Linked DNA regions of Gasterosteus aculeatus: region 1 is linked to region 2. Evidence: chromatin contacts called from public Hi-C data. All regions are on one chromosome and are shown on one strand. Each heading gives the region's core, a stretch centred on a gene start, on an enhancer-like site or on the middle of the called end of the contact. The rest is flanking DNA. Distances are from core to core; before and after follow the strand shown.

Evidence for each region. A called contact is a pair of places that touch in the nucleus more often than the background predicts.
Region 1: a Hi-C map of skeletal muscle shows a contact between it and region 2, with 2.7 times the contacts expected there. The contact joins two enhancer-like sites. A contact is called at or near these places in 4 of 6 Hi-C or Micro-C datasets (skeletal muscle, tail fin and whole body).

The regions. Positions count from the first base shown.
Region 1 is chr4:15,536,695-15,541,727 of fGasAcu3.hap1.1, forward strand. No RefSeq gene overlaps it. Among protein-coding and RNA genes, the nearest start is that of LOC120818491, 5.3 kb to the left of the region's middle. Within about 2 kb of position 1,322, at least 1 of the 9 cell types and tissues checked has open chromatin away from gene starts, as enhancers often do.
Region 2 is chr4:15,488,660-15,493,562 of fGasAcu3.hap1.1, forward strand. It overlaps LOC120818463 (rho guanine nucleotide exchange factor 9), which reads right to left. Exons shown (of 15, transcript XM_078102069.1): 10 at 4,654-4,886; 11 at 3,548-3,677; 12 at 2,502-2,633; 13 at 504-747; 14 at 170-238. Among protein-coding and RNA genes, the nearest start is that of LOC120818480, 17 kb to the left of the region's middle. Within about 2 kb of position 2,137, at least 4 of the 9 cell types and tissues checked have open chromatin away from gene starts, as enhancers often do.

The sequences.
Region 1 (5,033 bases), core at 72-2,571, 47 kb after region 2:
CCTCCCCCGACTACTGGCTATGTTGGCCAACACCCCCCCAAACTACTGGCCATGTTGGCCAACACCCCCCCCCCCCCCCAACTACTAGCTATGTTGGCCAACACCCCCCCCCCAACTACTAGCTATGTTGGCCAACACCCCCCCCCCCAACTACTAGCTATGTTGGCCAACACCCCCCCCCAACTACTAGCTATGTTGTACAATAACACAACTCACCAACCAAAGGTACCTCACTAGAAACTCAGTTTTCTAGTGAGCCATGTTTACTGGCTATGTTAGCCTTTGCACAGCCCCAAACTTGGCTATGTTGGCCCTTTGCACAACCTCCCAACTACAAGCTATGTTGGCCAACACCCCCCCCCAACTACTGACTATGTTGGCCAACACCCCCACCCAACTACTGGCTATGTCGGCCCTTTGCACAACCCCCTCCCCCGACTACTGGCTACTACTGGCTATGTTGTCCACCCCCCCCACACTACTGGCTTGGAATTGGATTGAATTGGAATGAAAATAAATACCAAGCACACGTTTCGTTAACTAGGGATGATACTATCGTCATTTAGCTTTTATACTAGAACATGGGATATAAATTAGCTAGCCGGACAAGGCCAATAGCGGCGCACGGATAATTTAATTTCACCCGGGGAAATATTCTGGAACATACAAGGCCAGGTAGTTTACTCGTTTTGAGGGAGGAGACGCAGTTCACAGTTTTAGAAAAGTACAGCTTTATTTTAAATACTTTTAAAGTCAGTGCAATTTAATTCAAATCAAAAGAAAATCAATTAGAGGGCTGGAAATGGGTGGATGGACCAGACTAGGTGTGTCTGGGGGGGACCCACCAAATAAAGAAAACAAACTCAAAACCACCCGACGTAGTGAGGAACCCGCTTCCCAGAACACAGGAAACAAAGGGGTAGGACACCACCGCCACCACCAGTCTCCAGCAACAAAAAAGACAAAAACAAATTACAAAATTACAATAAAATAACATCCATCCAACAATACAAAGGGACACAGCCCTGGTTAAAATTAGGGATTGTAGGATTTCTCTCTGCTTTTGGAGTGGCAAAACTTCAGAGTCGTTAGCACTGCACATGAGTCTGATGCTATAACCACTCTCTCTGGCCTGACGTCCTCTACCCACTGCAGTGCAAAAACTATGGCCATCATCTCGCATGTAAACACTGATAAGTCATCACTGAGTCTTTTCCTACAGTCATACTGGAATTCTGGTATTACTGCTGCCGCTGCTGTTCTACCAGTTTCAGGGTCCTTAGCTCCGTCTGTATATATTTGTATATAGCTATGGTAATTCCTCCTGATATATGACTTGCAGATCTTACATTTACCCCCACCCTCATCTCTCATCAGTTCAAGTAGTCCCAGGTCCACTTCAGGCTGTGGCAGTATCCAAGAAGGAACAGCTGGCGGCACCACTGCTGGAGAGTAACTCCTATCCAGTTTACCTAGTTCCCTAGGCTTCTCCCTAGCAACCCAACCAAAGCTCTTTGGTGGCGCCTTATCATGTTCCCAGCACGGCTCAATTGCACTTATTGTTGGATGGTTGATATGTCCTTGTAGATTGGCCCAATATGACATTATTATCTGTGTCCTCAACTCCAACCGCATTTCCCCCATTTCCACCTGCAATGCCGGCACTGATGTTGTTTTAAAGGCCCCACTACATAGTCTTAACGCTTTTACCTGTATTACATCTAATTTTCCCAACACGGTTTTAGACGCCGACCTGTAAGCCACACACCCATAGTCTATTACTGATCTGATCAGTCCCATATATATAGCTTTTAAAGCAGCCCTGTCAGCTCCCCACTCTGTTCCCACCAAGCATCTCATTACATTTAAAACCTTTTTACATTTATTAACAACTTTCTCAATATGTCCCTTCCAGGTAAGCTTCGCATCAAACCACATTCCTAAAAATTCGTACGAGTTCATCCTTTTCAGCTCCTTCCCATATAAATAGATTCTGCCCATTGTCCCAATTTTCTTTCTTGTAAAGAAAAGGGTATTTGTTTTTTCCACTGAAAATCTAAATCCCCATTCCAATGACCACTGTTCCACTCTTTTGATTGTTTCCTCCATCTGTTTCACCACATATTCCACATTCCTACCTCTTTTCCATAGTGCCCCATCATCTGCAAATAAAGATCTCCCTATATTATGTGTATTGTATGTATTTTCATATACATCATCAATCATTATTGAAAACAATAACGGACTAATCACACTTCCCTGCGGTGTTCCATTGTCCACCAAATGGCTGTCCGACACACACCTTCCCACTCTTACTTCTATAGAGTGCCCCACCAAAAATTGTTTAAGCCATCTGAACATTTTATCCAATATTCCTAATTTCTTAATTTTGATTAATAGTCCCTCTTTCCACAGTAAATCATAGTCTCGCCTCGAAGTATTACCCGTAAGGAATCAGAACATGTATCTTAAAATGTTATTTATTTTTACTTCAATGCACTAGTTTAGCTAAGTTAGTTAACATTAGTTTCTTTCCATAACAATATATTTTTTAATCAAGCTAACTTCATAACCTTCATGGATATTCATCGATTGTTCTATCTGACTCTTTTACAGCAATTTCTGACTGCAAAAGCATCCTGTGTCTGCCATCCCACTGCAAGAGTGTCCGGGTCCACGTCACTGACTGCACCATCCCACTGCAAGAGTGTCCTGGTCCACCTCACTGACCTGCTAGGCATAAAACGGTGAATGTTTCTGACTGAAAAAGCGATTCCAATGTTAAAAAGCGCATGTGTCATGGTCTAGCTAAATTAGACTTGCCTAGTTCCCATGTGTTTTTATGTTTTATATGTGCAACCTGCTGCTAGTAAAGGTTGCTCTTTCCGTTGCTATAGGTCAGTTGGAATTTTAGGCCGGTCAGAAAATAGGGGCAGTACATGGTCGGTCTCAGCTCATCACATTCTTGTTTTAATATTTGTTTTGGTTTTGTTTGGCTGATGGGATGTGGAGGTCCACTCTACATTTGCATTTCTGCACACGATCCCGGTAATCATCAAGAGAACAAGCCCCATTTAGATATGGAGAGAAGACTAAATCCCTGAAGTCAAGTGCATTACTATCGGTGTTCGTCACACAGAAAGGTAAGCGAAATGTTTGCAGCCTCATATGCAAATGAAATATTCAATACTATGATCAGATGTTAGTCCGTTTATGTTTTAATACCTGTGGTGTTCATTGTAATGTTTTGGGGGATACAAAACAGGTGACCGTGTACATGGAGTACAGGAGGTGCGCTGGGAAGTGTACTTAAGAAAGACACCCAACCCCTAACTGCTCCCACTGTGTGGGATGGGTTGTACATGTAAACCATACCGTAAAAATGTAAACCATCTAATGCAATGCAAATGCGTCAACTTTAATGACATGTAAATGTAAATGCAAGTCGCTTTGGATGAAAGTGTCACCTTGAATGACCTGTGAATAAACTTGCCTCAACTTGAGTTAAGTTTATGTGAATAATAGGTTAAATGTATTTAATTTGAACTCAATTAAAAATGAAAAAGAAATTAAAGTTAACTAAATCTAGTTGAAAATGATTAAGCCATTCACTTTCAACTGACAATACATGGCCTGAGACGGCGGTCTCAGGCCATGTATTGATTATCGGGGCTTGAACAAGATCACGATGAAGAATCGCTACCCCTTGCCCTTAATGTCCTCAGCATTTGAACTCCTACAAGGGACAACTATCTTCACCAAATTGGACCTCCGTAACGCCTACCACCTGGTCCGGGTCAAGGAGGGAGACGAGTGGAAGACGGCCTTCAACACACCTACAGGTCATTATGAATATTTAGTTATGCCATTTGTTGTCCAATGCACCAGCGGTTTTCCAGGGACTCATTAACGAGGTTCTCAGAGAAATGTTAAACCATTTTGTGTTTGTCTATTTGGATGACATTTTGATTTTCAAATCCCTTCATGAACATGTCCATCATGTCAGAGTCGTCCTCCAGCGCCTGCTTGAGAATCATCTCTTTGTAAAACCTGAAAAATGTTCCACGTCTCTGAGGTGTCCTTTTTGGGCTTCATCCTGTCCAAGGGGAGTCTTCTCACAGATCCCAAGAAGACTCAAGTTGTTCGGGATGGGCCCCAACCATCCTCTGTCCAAGAGGTGCAACGGTTCATCAGAAACTTCAGTTCTGTTGTCGGCCCTATGACCGATCTCACAAGGAAGAAGTCTGGCTCCTTTAAGTGGTCTCCAGCAGCAGAGATGTTGTGGGGGATCGTGAGCTTCTGGCTATTAAGATGGCCTTGGAGGAATGGCGCCACTGGCTAGAAGGGGCCCAGCACCCTTTTGTGGTTTGGACGGACCACAAAAATCTGGAGTACATTCAGAGGGCCAAATGTCTCAACCCTAGGCAGGCAAGGTGGGCTCTTTTTTTAATAGATTAATTGATTTGATTTTGTCCTTCCGCCCTGGTTTGAAGAACCAAAAGGCCGATGCACTCTCTAGACTGTTTCACAGACCAGGGGTTGAAAGAGTTCCAGCGTCCATCCTCCCATGCTAGAGGATTGTAGCTCCGGTCCGATGGGGAGTTGAGACATTGGTGCGCCAAGCCCAGAAGAGAGAGCCAGATCCCGGGTATGGACCCTCCAACCGGACCTAGGTTCTGCAGTGGAGGCACTCTTTGCGTCTGACCGGCCCTCCAGGAATGGGCAGGACTCTGGAGTTCATCAACAGGGGGTTCTGGTGGCCGGGAATGAACATTTTGAACTTTTGTTGCGGCCTGCTCGGTCTGCGCCATAAGTAAGAGCAGACCTGCTCCCCCTCTACGTCCAGGACAGAGCGCCTACCTATCAACGCGAGACCTTCCTCTGCGGGTGGAGTCCTGCAAGCTAGCTCAGCGGTTTGTGGGGCCCTTCAAGGTTGTGAGGAAGGTTAATCCATTAGCCTATCGCCTCTAACTCCCCCGGTCCATGCGGATCAACCCAACCTTCCATGTCTCCCGGCTACGCCCAGTTGCCAC
Region 2 (4,903 bases), core at 887-3,386:
CTACGTCCACTCATAAACAAAGTGGGCATGTTCGAAAAAAGGGGTGTAGAAAGTGGAAGACACAAAAGAGAGCAGGTTAAGGAGAAGAGAGTAAACAGCGATGAGAAGACAGAGCACACCAGCGAGGAAAAGAAAAGGGAAATCACCTGATATCTTCTTGTTGCCTCACCTTTCTGTTTGGTCACCTTTCTCACCGTCATGGCTGCCTGCCGCTTCTGGTACTCAGAGATCTCGAAACCTGAACAGCAAACAAAATCGCAAAGGGGCAAGATGATCAGCCATGAGAAGCCAGCGTTTTACAGCGCCTCGCTAAATAGCATTGAGTGCTTTTTCCAACCGTCCCTCGTAGGGGGAATACATGTTTGGTGCTGAAGAACATCAGCCCGTAGCCACTACTGCACCAAATGCAACATGGAGCTGACACTCCAACGTCCATTGTGAGTGGAACTAAAGCGTTCCAAACGGGGATGTACAGAGGGAGGGAGGGAGGGGGGGTGACTAACCGATTTTCTCATCCTCCTGCACCATCTTCCTCTCCTCGTGGAAGGCCCTGAGCCAGCGGATCTTCTCCTCCGGCTTCTTGGCCAGGAAGATGTGGATCTCCTCGCTGTCTTTGTTGCACAGTTTGAAGGCGTTCTTCACGCTGACGTTGAAGTCGTCGTCGCGCCCGTCAATGGCGTCCCGTACGTCGTAGCGGTCCATGTCGATGCGACCCTTGTAGTACAGGATGTCCCGGCGTATCAGATCCTGTGGAGGAGGATGAAGAGAGGTCTGTTAATCTGAACCTCAGAGATGTCAACAAGCATCTGTCCCCTTGTATCTGGAGTCTGCCGCCTTATGCAACCCTTTCCATCTGCTGCCCAGTCGTGCAAACACACTGCAGACTCCCCAAGCACAAAAAAGGTAGAAAGTACTTTTAGAACATTTACTTGTTTATTATGTAGAGCAGCAAAATCCCGCTGTGAGAAATTCTGTCTTTGTGAAGCTCATGCTGGACAGTTTTTGATTGTTTATTCAACTATTGTATTTTCCAAGACCATCGGGATTTTGGTGTACTTGATTATAAGGCTGCAACCAATAAAAAAAATAGGAGGTAAGAATATCTCAATTTACAATCCAAACATCTGCTAAATGTTTACATGTGTTCTGTCGGAGAAACATCTTTGATACGAATCAATTATGAATCAGTTTCAGGCACATTTTCTGATGATCTTGATTTAAGGACACTATTATTTTCTTTCCATTGAGGAATGTTTGAGGGCACTATATATAAGATGCTTGTCAAATGGTAGACAGTACATCAGTACTACAGCTTAAATAAGGACGGCCCCAGTGAACTAGAGATAAACACCGGAGAGTGACACTAACCTTGTGACTAAAAGAGATCTGAAGGAGAAGTTTATTCTATATATATATATATATATATATATATCCCTGGTGGTCCAAAACTCAATGATGTTCAGTTTACAATCACAAGAGAGAAACAAAGTGAATACTAATTAATCAATCATCAGAATAATAACATATGTTTGCCTCTACAACAGTTCATCAGTAACCATGACCCGTGTTACTGTGCCGGAATAAAACATCCCCGTAAATAAAATCCTCATCTTGACTGTTGCCTGAGGGAACAAATTACCTCCAGCCACACTATAAGGGAAGGGCAGGTAAAGATAAAAAAAAAAACAAGAGCAGCAATCTTTTAATAATTGTGCCGAGACAAATCTGCATCCGTGTGCTGATAGGGACGAGATAAATGGAAAAGATGGAAAGCTATATGGGACGTGTTACTTACACACCCTGGGGGCCGAAAGCTACCAGTGTTGTACCGAGGATGCTTTTGTGTGTGTGGAACCAAGAATCTTAGCGGACCGGAACCGCTCACGCACGCACACACGCACACACACACACACGGGGGGATCTGCACCAACGCGTGATTTAATTTCAGGTGTCAGAGATGATGGACAGCGATAGAAGTGATAAGGACGGAATCGGAGAAACAGCAAGACACTGTATCTGCACGTCTCTGTTGGATCCTTCTGTGCGTGTGTGTTTATCCGTGTAAGTGTAAGAAAGCATTGCTCCTCTGTGTGTGCGCACGTGCGCGTGATGACGCACCTCTCCCGCCCCGGTGTGTCTCTGCGGGCGCGCGTGTGTTGTTGAGGTCTAGTCGAGCGTGAACATCCGTCTGACAGGAGAGCGCAGCCTAAGGTGCATTAGAGCCCAAACCACCACCGCTCCATTTTGGTGCTGAGCATTTGATGGCGTCTTCGCCGAGGGCGGTGTGCGTCTCATGCGGTTTTATGTAATCTATTTGCAGCTCTCGAGTGTGGCTGAGGACGTCGCGTGGTCTGTCTCCACGCGCCTCTGCCACCAGCCGTTTCAAGACAACCGGACGAGGGCGCAGTTGAGCTTCTCAGCTTGTTTTCAGCCAATATGGTGTTTTAAAAAAAAAATTAAGCGAACAAAGGGAAAGAGAGAGAGAGAGAGAGAGAACCCACCTTCTTACAGAGAACCAGCTGGTGATCAAAGAGGAAGAACACTCGCTGCTGGCTGCGTCCGTAGGGCTGATAGATCCATGACAACTCCCCGGTGTAGATGAGCTCCGAGCTCCGGTCCAGGATATCATCCCCCTGGACACACAGACCAACACACGCACACGCACGGTGTGTAAATGCCAAAGAATAGGTACAACAATGCACTGGGATGCAAGGGCCAAAAGAAACAGCACACGGGAAAGATCGGTCTACTCATCGTGGTCGCTAGCTAGCTGAAAAGCCTCAGGCTTCAGTAGCCACAGCTCCCACTGCAGCGCGGGGCCGACAAGGGCCTGGTTGTTGGCTTACGCAGGCCATAGCAATACAGCTCTATTAATATCCTTGAAGTAACTTTTCTTTGAGCCTCACATTAGTTATTTTTGTCCAATCCATCTCAAAAGGGCAGCCGTTAAAAAAGTGTTAGTCTAAAGTTAATAATGGATCACAGTTTAATGCTTTGGTACAACAGAATAAAATTTGATCTAGGTTCTAAGTGGGGGGGTGTTTAAATTCAATCCTTGATTTTTAGCTATTTTTAAGGTCTGGTCCAACATGATTCAAAGTAAAATTATGATTAAATTGGATTGAACCCATTTTTGGTTTGTTAAATAGACAAACATTCAAGGCATTCAAGGAGTGACTTTTACAAACAGGTAAAAACAATAACTGAAGCTTAGGTTCAGTCGGGGAGACTCTCTTTATTCTGCCTGTAAATCTTCTACCCCAAACCAACCACATTTTTCCACGATCTCCTCAGACAATCATATTGTTGAACCAACGCTGCCCCCCCTTTGACCTTTTCCCCTCCACTCTTCACTAGATCCACGGTTCCACAAATCCTGTTATTCAGAACTTCAGGTAATTGATATAAATTAAGTAAAAGTTCTTCCCTCCCCTGGGCGTGACTCAACAGATGGACTAAACAGACTGAAGCACATTCTGCCAGTAAAAACGAGGATCAGTGCACATCGGATGCTTAGAAGAAGCCCACAGTCCACGTACGCACGTACCTCCCAGTCCAGAACAGAAGCTTGCCACTGGGCGATCTTGTCGATGTTCTCCAGCCTCCTCTTCCTCTCGTTTATCTGCTGAGTGACGTTCCGCATTACTGCCAGCGCAGCTGCCACGTATCGATAATCACTACGGACACAGTGTATACATAAGTACTCCTGAAGTGTTAAAGGGTACATTTATAGCTTTTGGATTTTGGACACCCATTAAAAAAAGACATGTAATGTTGCAGCAGAGAAAGATACAGAGGAGCCTATTAAAGGACTGGGCTCATAAACTCCAGTAGCAGCTGCTGCTGAAACAGCAAAAACAACATACAACTACCAAATAATTCTAATCAACCAATTTCTCTAGTCACTGTTAACTCTGACTGTGTCTATGCTAACTGAGCTGGGTTTATCCCTCTAGCTCAGAGATGCAATGGATCCAATCCTCACTTTGGAAAATAATGGCTGTGTGTGTGTGTGACAGGGAGCAGACAGATTCTCTACCGCTCCAAACAGTCAAACACTGTGATCTGGCAGGCAGAGCTGGCTGCTGTCCCTCTCTGGCTGAGAACACGTGCTTTGTCAATGACCTGGAGCTCGCTGAGACACGCTGAATCACTCGCACATTTTTTTCTGTGAGTTTGCACGCATGAGCTTGCACATCTGGACGATCTGGTATCGGCAAATGTTTACTGTGCTTCTGTGCGGTGCTGGGAATGTTATTGCTCGGACGTGTGCCAGCAAAAGCCCAAATTCATACTTAATCTGCAATCTATTTATATCCAGAGTTCTGTGCAATGATCCTACGGCCGTGAATTGGAATGCAGATGATGCGGAATGACGATGAGAAGCAGTGTTTTACATTTTTGACGCAATTGAAAGTCCTTGATGAAATGTTTCCCTCCGCAACATTCACAGTAAGCCGGCAGAACAGCAAGACATAACATTTGTATCAGGTCATGCATGGATAATCCCCCCTTCAATAAAACAAACCCAACCCCTGCAACGGCTGCATAGCAACACAATACGTCTGGAACACAATGATGCATCAGTAATGGCATCAAAAGCAACACGTTCAGATCCGGATTTAAAGAGTCTTTGGACAAAGCGTACAGTACCTGTGCTCCTGCGCTGTGTATTTGAGAAGCTCAGCCAATTGGAGTGGATATTTGCAGATTTTCTGGACAGGGGTGAGCAAGAAGCCGTCTATGGCAATGTCAATCATTTGCTGGAGGAGGCGACAGGCCTCGAAGAAGTGCTGATACCTGCCGTCCCTCATCAGTTTGCTCAGTTCCATACAGGCATCCAAGTGGTTGTTACAGTACTCTGAGTAGATCCAAAAACCATCTTGCTGTAGATGAAAAGAGC